Linked DNA regions of Mus musculus: region 1 is linked to region 2. Evidence: chromatin contacts called from public HiChIP or PLAC-seq data. All regions are on one chromosome and are shown on one strand. The core of a region is the stretch at or near the end of the contact, and the rest is flanking DNA. Distances in the headings are between cores, read along the strand shown.

Evidence for each region. HiChIP or PLAC-seq counts read pairs in DNA pulled down with a chosen protein or histone mark.
Region 1: a contact with region 2 is called in an H3K27ac HiChIP or PLAC-seq map of acute myeloid leukemia, with 3 times the contacts expected there. The contact joins two enhancer-like sites. A contact is called at or near these places in 2 of 39 promoter capture datasets (cranial neural crest and stem cell-derived epiblast-like cells), 1 of 15 datasets of contacts at CTCF or cohesin (large pre-B cells), 3 of 484 Hi-C or Micro-C datasets (the N1E-115 cell line, embryonic stem cells and nephron progenitors), 2 of 115 datasets of contacts at active chromatin or transcription factors (acute myeloid leukemia and embryonic basal ganglia) and 1 of 9 other capture datasets (embryonic stem cells).

The regions. Positions count from the first base shown.
Region 1 is chr2:73,062,885-73,067,235 of GRCm38.p6, forward strand. No RefSeq gene overlaps it. Among named protein-coding and RNA genes, the nearest start is that of Gm39850, 56 kb to the left of the region's middle. Within about 2 kb of position 1,562, at least 14 of the 459 cell types and tissues checked have an H3K27ac peak or open chromatin away from gene starts, as enhancers often do. A contact at or near this core is called in acute myeloid leukemia, where this site is marked.
Region 2 is chr2:72,220,112-72,224,006 of GRCm38.p6, forward strand. It overlaps Rapgef4 (Rap guanine nucleotide exchange factor (GEF) 4), which reads left to right. Exons shown (of 31, transcript NM_001204165.1): 18 at 2,906-3,056. Among named protein-coding and RNA genes, the nearest start is that of Map3k20, 64 kb to the right of the region's middle. Within about 2 kb of position 1,785, at least 13 of the 459 cell types and tissues checked have an H3K27ac peak or open chromatin away from gene starts, as enhancers often do. A contact at or near this core is called in acute myeloid leukemia, where this site is marked.

The DNA.
Region 1 (4,351 bases), core at 312-2,811, 840 kb after region 2:
TGGGAGCAACATCCTGTATCCTGTACCCATGCAGAATCTCTGTTTTCAAAATTGTCTTGTTGCTTTCTTCTTCCTCTTCTTCTTCTTCTTCTTCTTCTTCTTCTTCTTCTTCTTCTTCTTCTTCTTCTTCTTCTTCTTCTTCTTCTTCTTCTTCTTCTTCTTCTTCTTCTTCCTCCTCCTCCTCCTCCTCCTCCTCCACCACCACCTCTTCTTCTTCTTCTTCTTCTTCTTCTTCTTCTTCTTCTTCTTCTTCTTCTTCTTCTTCTGATTTTAATTTACTTTTACATTTTAAATTATCTTCAAAATAGTAGGTCTCCAAATGGCGTTTTCTCATTGATCCTTGTTTCAGTTAACCTAGTGTGCCCCTCTCTAGTTTTATATGGCATGGCATATTTCATTTCACACTATGCATTTTCCCTCAAGGCCTCCTCCTCCTCCCACCCCAGGGGTCCCTTTCTAGCTTCCTCAACTCTACAGACACTCCAATCAAACACACAGGTCTAAAACTCTGAAGCAAGGATCTTCAAAGAAGAGAGAACACATAATGGTTTATCTTTATCATCATTTTTATCCCTTACTCGGTATAAAATGTCCAAGTTCCACCCATTTTATTGCAGATTTTATTTTTATTTACAACCAAATAAAACTCCTTTGTTTATGTGTACCACGTTTTCATTATCTGTTAATCAGCTGCAGAATGTCTGCTGTAGAGCAGCTACACACAATATTCTGTACATTTGAGTTATTCTACTCTCTGGAACAAGTCCAACTCACACTGAAGGAAGAAGGACACAAAAGGTGTAAATTCCACCGCCTCAGGATCATGGACCACACCACTCACCATGGAACAGGCTGGCATTATGTACCTCCAGGTATAACAGCACTAGAAAATATACATCACCAGCTATGTAGTGAAGTGGAAACTTTAAGGGGTTCTTTGGAATATCGATGGGAAGGTGTTTTGCTGGACAAACACGAGAAGGAGTGTTTTCCTGAAGTGGACACAGGTGAAAGACTAAGGCAGACTCGAGAAGGAATGTTTAGCTGAAGCAGACACAGGAGAAAGGATGCTCTGCTAAAGCAAGCACGTGAAAGGACAGACCTGGACTCCAAGTCTTACACTGTTGCTTCCTGGTTGTGCAACTTTGGGGAGGTTACAAAACTTCCCTGACCCTCGGTTTTGTCATTTACTAAAGGAGGAGTGACGGAGCCCACCCTGCATGGCTGTGGTAGTGTCCCAAGTATATACTTTCTCTTAGGTCACTTCCCATACTTTGGATTCATCCACTCATCAAACACTTTTGCTGTGTGTGCTGGGGGAAGCATACACGGAGGAGCCAAGTCACTCCAGGGCACTCCAGCCATCAACTGGGAGAGAGAATCCATTTGGTCAGTGCTAAAAGGGAAGTGCTGGGATTTTATGCAGTGAGGACTTCACGGAAGGTTTCACGGGAGGCTGTGGAGTTGCGCTGTCGGCAGCCACGTGAGTTTGGTGGCCTGTGTTGTTGAGAGAAGAGAGTGTGCTGTGGCAGAGACACTCCGGGACAAATGTATTAGTACTTTAAGCATCCAGCAGGTGGCTAGACCTCCTTGGAAAAAGAGCTTGGCCAGTGGGCAGGGCCATGGTAAGGAAATGGGTATGGGGCTTTAAAGAAACTTTCCAAAGGCCATGTGCTCCCGATGTGGTAAGCCGTGAAGTCTGATTTAGAAAGCAGTTGGTGTTGGAACGTGGTTATGTTATATTGATAGAGGAGCAAACGATAATTGATAACTAGAGGGAAATGCTGGGCCTTAACCTTCTCCCAGCCTTCTTCCCAAAAGGGGAAGAGAAAGCCAGGCTGGGAACCAGGCCCGACCCTAGCAGGTACTGAGGGAGTTGCTACTGTTTCATCTAGTCCATTCCCCTCCCCCCCCTCCCCCCCCCCCCCCGCGGTGGGCGCCTAAAGCCCCATCCACACGGCGCTGCAGAGGCCTCTGTATTTTGAGGTTATTCTTTTTTTTTTTTTTTAAAGTGTAGTTTTATGAAGTACAGTATGACAACCCTACACAAGAATGCAATGTATCAAACCAGGTAGGCTGGTGGTTTGGTTTCTTGTGTGTGTGTTTTGATTTTGATTTTTGAGGTGCTTGGGATAGCACCAGGGTCTGGTGCATGCCAGATCGGCCCTCGGCACAGAGCTCCATCCTCAGCACCCCAGCGAGGCATAGAAAAACACTGACACCAGAATCTACTCACACCTATGGTGAAATTACCCAGCCTCCTCCTATCCTGCTCGCTACACAGTATGAAAGAAATTCTGATCACATGCTTCTAGTATACGTTTTTATCACAAGTATACATGACATTTGATTTGAATTTTTAAAAAGATTTATTTAGTTTATGTCTGGGCGGTCTATCTGCATGTACACCTGCGTGCCAGAAGATGGCACCGGATCCCATTACAGATGGTTGTAAGCCACCATGTGGTTGCTGGGGATTGAACTCAGGACCTCTGGAAGAGCAGACAGCGCTCTTAACTACTGAGTCATCATTCTAGCCCCTGGTTTTATTTGTTTGTTTGTTTGTTTGTCTTAAAAACGTTTCCATTATTTTAAAGTGTGTGTGTGTGTGTGTGTGTGTGTGTGTGTGTGTGTGTGTGTGTGTGTGACTAGAGTTATAGGTGGATGTGAGTAACCCCACGTGGGTGCTGGAAACAGAACTCAGGTCTTCTGGATGAACGTAGGCTCTCTTGATCCACCCCATGCCCCCAGCCCCCGATGGTTACATTTTCTTGTTTAAAGGCAAAGGAGCTAGAACTCCATCATCCAGGTCCCATAGCAAACCACGTGTACCTTCTTCCTAGGATCTCTTTCCTGCTGGCATGACCCACCATGGCGCTCCGTGTCTTCTCTCCATTTCTGGAAAACAAGAAAGAGAAGATAGCATCCTGGTGGCTTTGAGCAGGCCACTAGGACACCAGACCTATGTCAGCCCTTGGCTGAGGAGCTCAGTGCTCCCTGTTACCAGGGACCTGGCCTCGTGGACCAGGGAGTCTCAGCCTTGCCCACAGCACACATGCCTGTTGCCTCGTTCCAAATCGTTTTTTTTCTAAGAACAAAAGTATGCACAAATAAGTATTTCCATCTTTATTTCAAATTCTAGGTTTCAACGGCAATATTAGTGCTACTCCGCAGTGCTGTAATAATATATCATTATTTCTATTTTACAGTTCTTTCCTTAAAGGAGCAAAGCGAATGTTTAAAACAGCAAAACTCGCAGCCCCACGATTCCCCATTCAGGCTCAGAATCTGTACTCCCCTTTCAGAATCACGTATAATTGAAAACAATGCAGCCCCCTGATGTGTTAAATGCCGCAGTCATTAAAGCATTTTTTTAAAAATAATTTTTGGGGGATAAAAGATTGTTCTTGTGGCTGGGGTTATTATTTATTTATTTTTAGAAACCCCAAACAGGCTTGCTTCCTGTTCCCAGACTGACATCTGCTGGGGACCACAGGCTGGAGGACTTGGGAGGCAGGCCCGCAGCCGGCTGCCACTCGGCGCCCTGGGGCTCATCAGAGCCATCCGGCGGCGAGCCTGGGGCGGGATCCAAGTTCAGCAACCGCCCGGGGACCCCACTTTCTCCCGCACTTTCCACTTTCTAGCAGCTGAGATAAGGCCCAGAATGACACAGTCTTGACACAGGAACTCCAGGTTAGTGACTCTGGCAGGGAATTGGTTGAACAGGAATAGGAGCTTGGACAGGATGTGTGACCCCACCATATGATCCTCGTCCTGGTGTCACTAGGCCAGTGAATTGTTTCCTGCCTCCTTCAGGATGTGTCTGCGTGTATGGCTCTTTTTTTTTTTTTTTTGCATTGGTTCCTCTGCTCTGCGCATTCAGTCCTACAAGGGAGATCCCGTTCCACTCTCTTCGTATTTTACAACCAGGAGCCAAGCTTCCTTTGCAGAAGGAGGTCAGAGAGGGCCCTGGACTATTTCTCATTCTTCTTAATTTATAGCAGCCTGGCTCCTCCTCCCACCACTCTAGGTCTGTCCCCTCCCCACCTTGGGAGCGAGGCTTAGAAGGCTTTCAGTGTGGAAATTTCTTTTGCCCTCCTCATGCCCACACTGCAGTGGGCCGGATTCCCTGGCAGTCTCCTGTTATCTACATCAGACCAGCCCAACCCTCCTGTCTCTAACCTCTTACGGAAATGTTCCTCTTCCTTCTGAAAAACTATCTTTGTAAGATTTGTCTTCTTTATCTTTAACTGTAAGTATATGGGCGTGGGGTATGTGAATGTGAGTGCAGGTGTGGGGCCTTGACCCCCTTGGAACTGGAGATACAGGCAAGTGTGGTGCTGGGAACTGT
Region 2 (3,895 bases), core at 535-3,034:
ATCTAATGCCCTCTGCTGGCCTCTGTGTGTACTGCATGCACATGATGCACTTAACATGCAAATAAAACACCTGTAAACATGAAACAAAAACAAATGCATCTTTTTAAAAAAAAAAAATCATCACTTCCCTCGTTTCCTCTTGAGGTGATTCTTCTAAATTTAGGGCAAGGCTCCCACTGTGTACACCAGCTCAGTAGAAGCCTCCATTTCCTTGTATAGTGTCACCATCTTTAAGTAATTGTAAAGCATATTTCATGTGTAATGAAATCTTTTTAAAGACTCTAGACTGTACAGCTAGTCTGGGCACAGTGTGATTTTCTTTTAAAGTTGGTATGACATGTTCAAAAATATATGCACATTTTCACAGAATAAGGCCATCAGAAAGTTTTTTTAATAGACATCATCACCCAGTTTTCTATCAAAGTGGATAGAGAGAAGCCTAGGTTGAGGAGAAGGCTTGGGAATATATACTATGGCCACAGCTCAAAGTCAAGATAGCTGGTGTAAAGTGAGCTCAGCGTAAGCCTGGCATATCGGGAGCCTTCAAACCCATCCTACTTTGAGCCCATACTTTTCCTACCTCATACTTACCAAGCCTGTCCAAACTCCACACCCCTGCTTCCATCTTAGCCATCCCTACTTTATTCTGCTGACTCCAGAAATGAAAGTTTAGAATAGAGCTAAGCCCAGTTTCCATGTGTCTGGATTTATTTCCTGTCCTTGTACTCGACACCCAGACCCTGGGTCATTTATAAAGAAAAGAGATGTAGCTGCTCATAGTTCTGGGAGCTGGGAGTTCAGGGGAGGGGGCGGTATCTCCTCACGGGCTGCTGGGGGCATCATCCCTCTCCACGCAGAAGGGCTAATGGGCATGTTAGAAGAAAGAGCCAAGAAAGAAACCCACATGTTGTATAACGATCCACTCTAGAAAGCACCAATCCACTCCCGAGAACGAATATTGTCTCTCATCAAAAACATCAGTGTCCCTTAAAGACATAGCCTTGCAGTGTTGCATTAAAGAATTAAAGCCCAAACATGAATCTTGGTGGGAGCATGCCATATGAAAACTATAGCACCACACAAAACACAGGGGTGTATCAAATTAAGCAAAAGAGACCATGAGAAGGTAGTATACTTTTGTTATGTTAGTTTGTGGTACCTAGTTCTCTTTGAATCGGCCTTACATTAGTGTTAATAGATATATCTAAAGAGAAGCTGGAAACTGTCTCATCTCATCTCTTCTTCGGGCGAGCAAACAGAAGTCTGTAGTTTGCAGTGACTCACTCCAAATCAAAGCACTAGACAGTGGGAACCAAAGAACGCACGCTCAGAGTCTCCTCTGCTGAGCCAACCCCTGACAGTGCTAACGTCTGCTTGCCGGTTGCAACAGTAACGAAACTTTATACCCGGTATTGTAGTTCTTACGAAAGAAAAACGGAGTTATGCATATATATATAAGCAAGAGACCAAAGGGTTAATCAGAAAAGAAATAATTTTCACATAAAGTGATCTGTCTTCCCTTTTTTTTATTGTAAGCTCAGAGAGAATTGTAGCAATACAGGTTGAGCAATTTTCTTTTTTTATGAATCTCGTGCTCAATTTATGAAAGCCATTTTGCAACCCATTTACATGCAGTAAACCTTTGCTTTAAGTTTCTGTCATTTGCCTTGATCATGATTATTTATAGTTCTTTCCGAAAGGCCCTTTGCTGCGTTAGCTCTCAAGTACGGCACTGCCACGAGGCAGTTTTCTATGGTGCCTTTTAAGCCTGGCTGTCAGCTCAGACGAGGCTGGTCTTGTTATTTGCTACAAGGCTCAGGAATGCTGTTCAGTGGGAATGAAGCTAGCCAGAGTCGGGAGTCTTGGACTCAAAGCCAACTGTGCCCTCTCCCTAGATAATCATAGCCTTTTATGTTCCTTTTGTGTTGGTTTGCCCACTTTTAGAAAGGAAACAACATTTTTGTCGCCAGATGCTAAAATAGAGCTTCACCAAAGTCCCTTTTGTGCAGTTTATAACATAAACTATAAATGCTAAGTTGTTTTATGAACAGGGTGACCATGATATGAGCGCCTATAAATCACTAAAAAAGGAAAAGGGTGTCTGATCTAAAATACTTGTGCTGTCTACACAGGAGTGGTAATGGCAGTATGACCCTTTACTTTAGACGTGTGGTGGACACTCAGTTAAGTGTTGAATTCTACTGATGAATAAATAAAAAGTTTGCCATCGAGGCTCACAGCACTAGGCATGGTATAGAACACAGGACAAAGATCCCCTCCAAGCCTCACTGGCTTATAATTAAGATGGCCGGCCACGTGGCTCAAATTGATGATGAAGTAGGCAGTGGCTCTGGATGAGAGATGAAGAGGTGGCATAAGGAGGGTCTGGAGCTCTCACTAGGGACTCTGTAATGCAGAGTGAGTTCCTCTACATCCTCCTGGCTTGTTTCTATAAACACTGCACCAGCCATGGTCCTAGCAGAATGGGGTACCCCACTCAGAAGAGTTAAATTGGAATTCATGCAAAGAAGGATCATAATGATAGGGGCAGAATTAAGGGGACCAACAGGAGGAGGCAAAATACCCAGAAGTAAGCAATGGGAAATCACATTACTGTCCTGGAGGGTGGGGTATAGGACAGGAAGGGAGAATGAGAACCGAGGCTAGACCCTGCAGGAATCCTGGTCATGTCTGTGGAGCCTGCAGTCTAACTCTTCAGTCAGCTATCAGGAGTCACCAACAGTGTGTGCGTGTGTGCTTCAGACACTGTGATGGGAAGTTTCCTTGAGGACCAACGTGGGAGATGGCATAAGTCCAAAGCTGGGATCTGTCATTCTCTGCCTTGCACGTAGCACAAGCGAAACGGGTGGGAAGTAGCTCTGTGGTTTCCTTGACTCCTTGGCACTTACCACGCACAGCCTTCTCAAGGTACCGAGCAGGAGAGAATGGATTATGCCCTCAACAACAAGAGGCGGGTCATCCGCTTGGTCCTGCAGTGGGCGGCCATGTATGGCGATCTCCTCCAAGAAGATGATGTGGCCATGGCCTTCCTGGAGGTATGTGGGGGTCATTCATATCCTTTTGTCCACTGACACAGGGTGTACAGCCAATTCTATAGAGACTCTGCAATTGCCAGTTCTAGACCTTGTTAGCATGTTCACTGTCAGGTATGTTTAATAAAAGAAAAACATCAGCCCTTGTCCTCCCGCTCCAGTGCTCCAGCTCCATGAGTGGTGCCACCATGGTGCGTTATGGTCTGCTCTTGTGTTCTTTGCATGTTTGAGAGACTTGTAATCGCATGAGTACCCAGCATTTTGCAGGCTGCTTTTTTTTTTCTACTTCGCTCTGTAAAGATTTTTTTCCCCATGTCAGTGAGTTCTTTGTAATGAAAGGTTCCGACACTCCATCAGCAGCTGTCCACAAAAGCATTTATCTGTGCCCACACGTGTCTGCTTTCTCCTTGCTAGGATAACTGTACAGCAAACACTTTTGTGCATGCGGGTCTGTCTTCAGTTACTCACTTTCTTAGGAGTAAAAGCCCAAGGGAGAATGGTGGGTGGGGTTGGCTGCTGAGAGGCTGGGTGATTTAATGAGGACTTGCCAGGGCAGCCAGGGGCCAGTTCTGAATGGACACCATTTTCTTGGTCAGCACTGCTTCCGGCTCAGCTGACTTTCTTCTCTGCAGCATAGGCTTTGGCCTTTGACCCTGGGTTAAGTAGTATCCCAATATTCACGGATATATTCCAAGACCCCAGGTAGTACCTGCACTGCTAATATAACCAAGTTCTGTATATTGCTCTTTTTCCTACACATACCTACTCAGAATAGAGTTTGTCAGTTCAGCACACTAGGAAGTGGACTACAATAACTGATATGAAAATACTATAATACACTG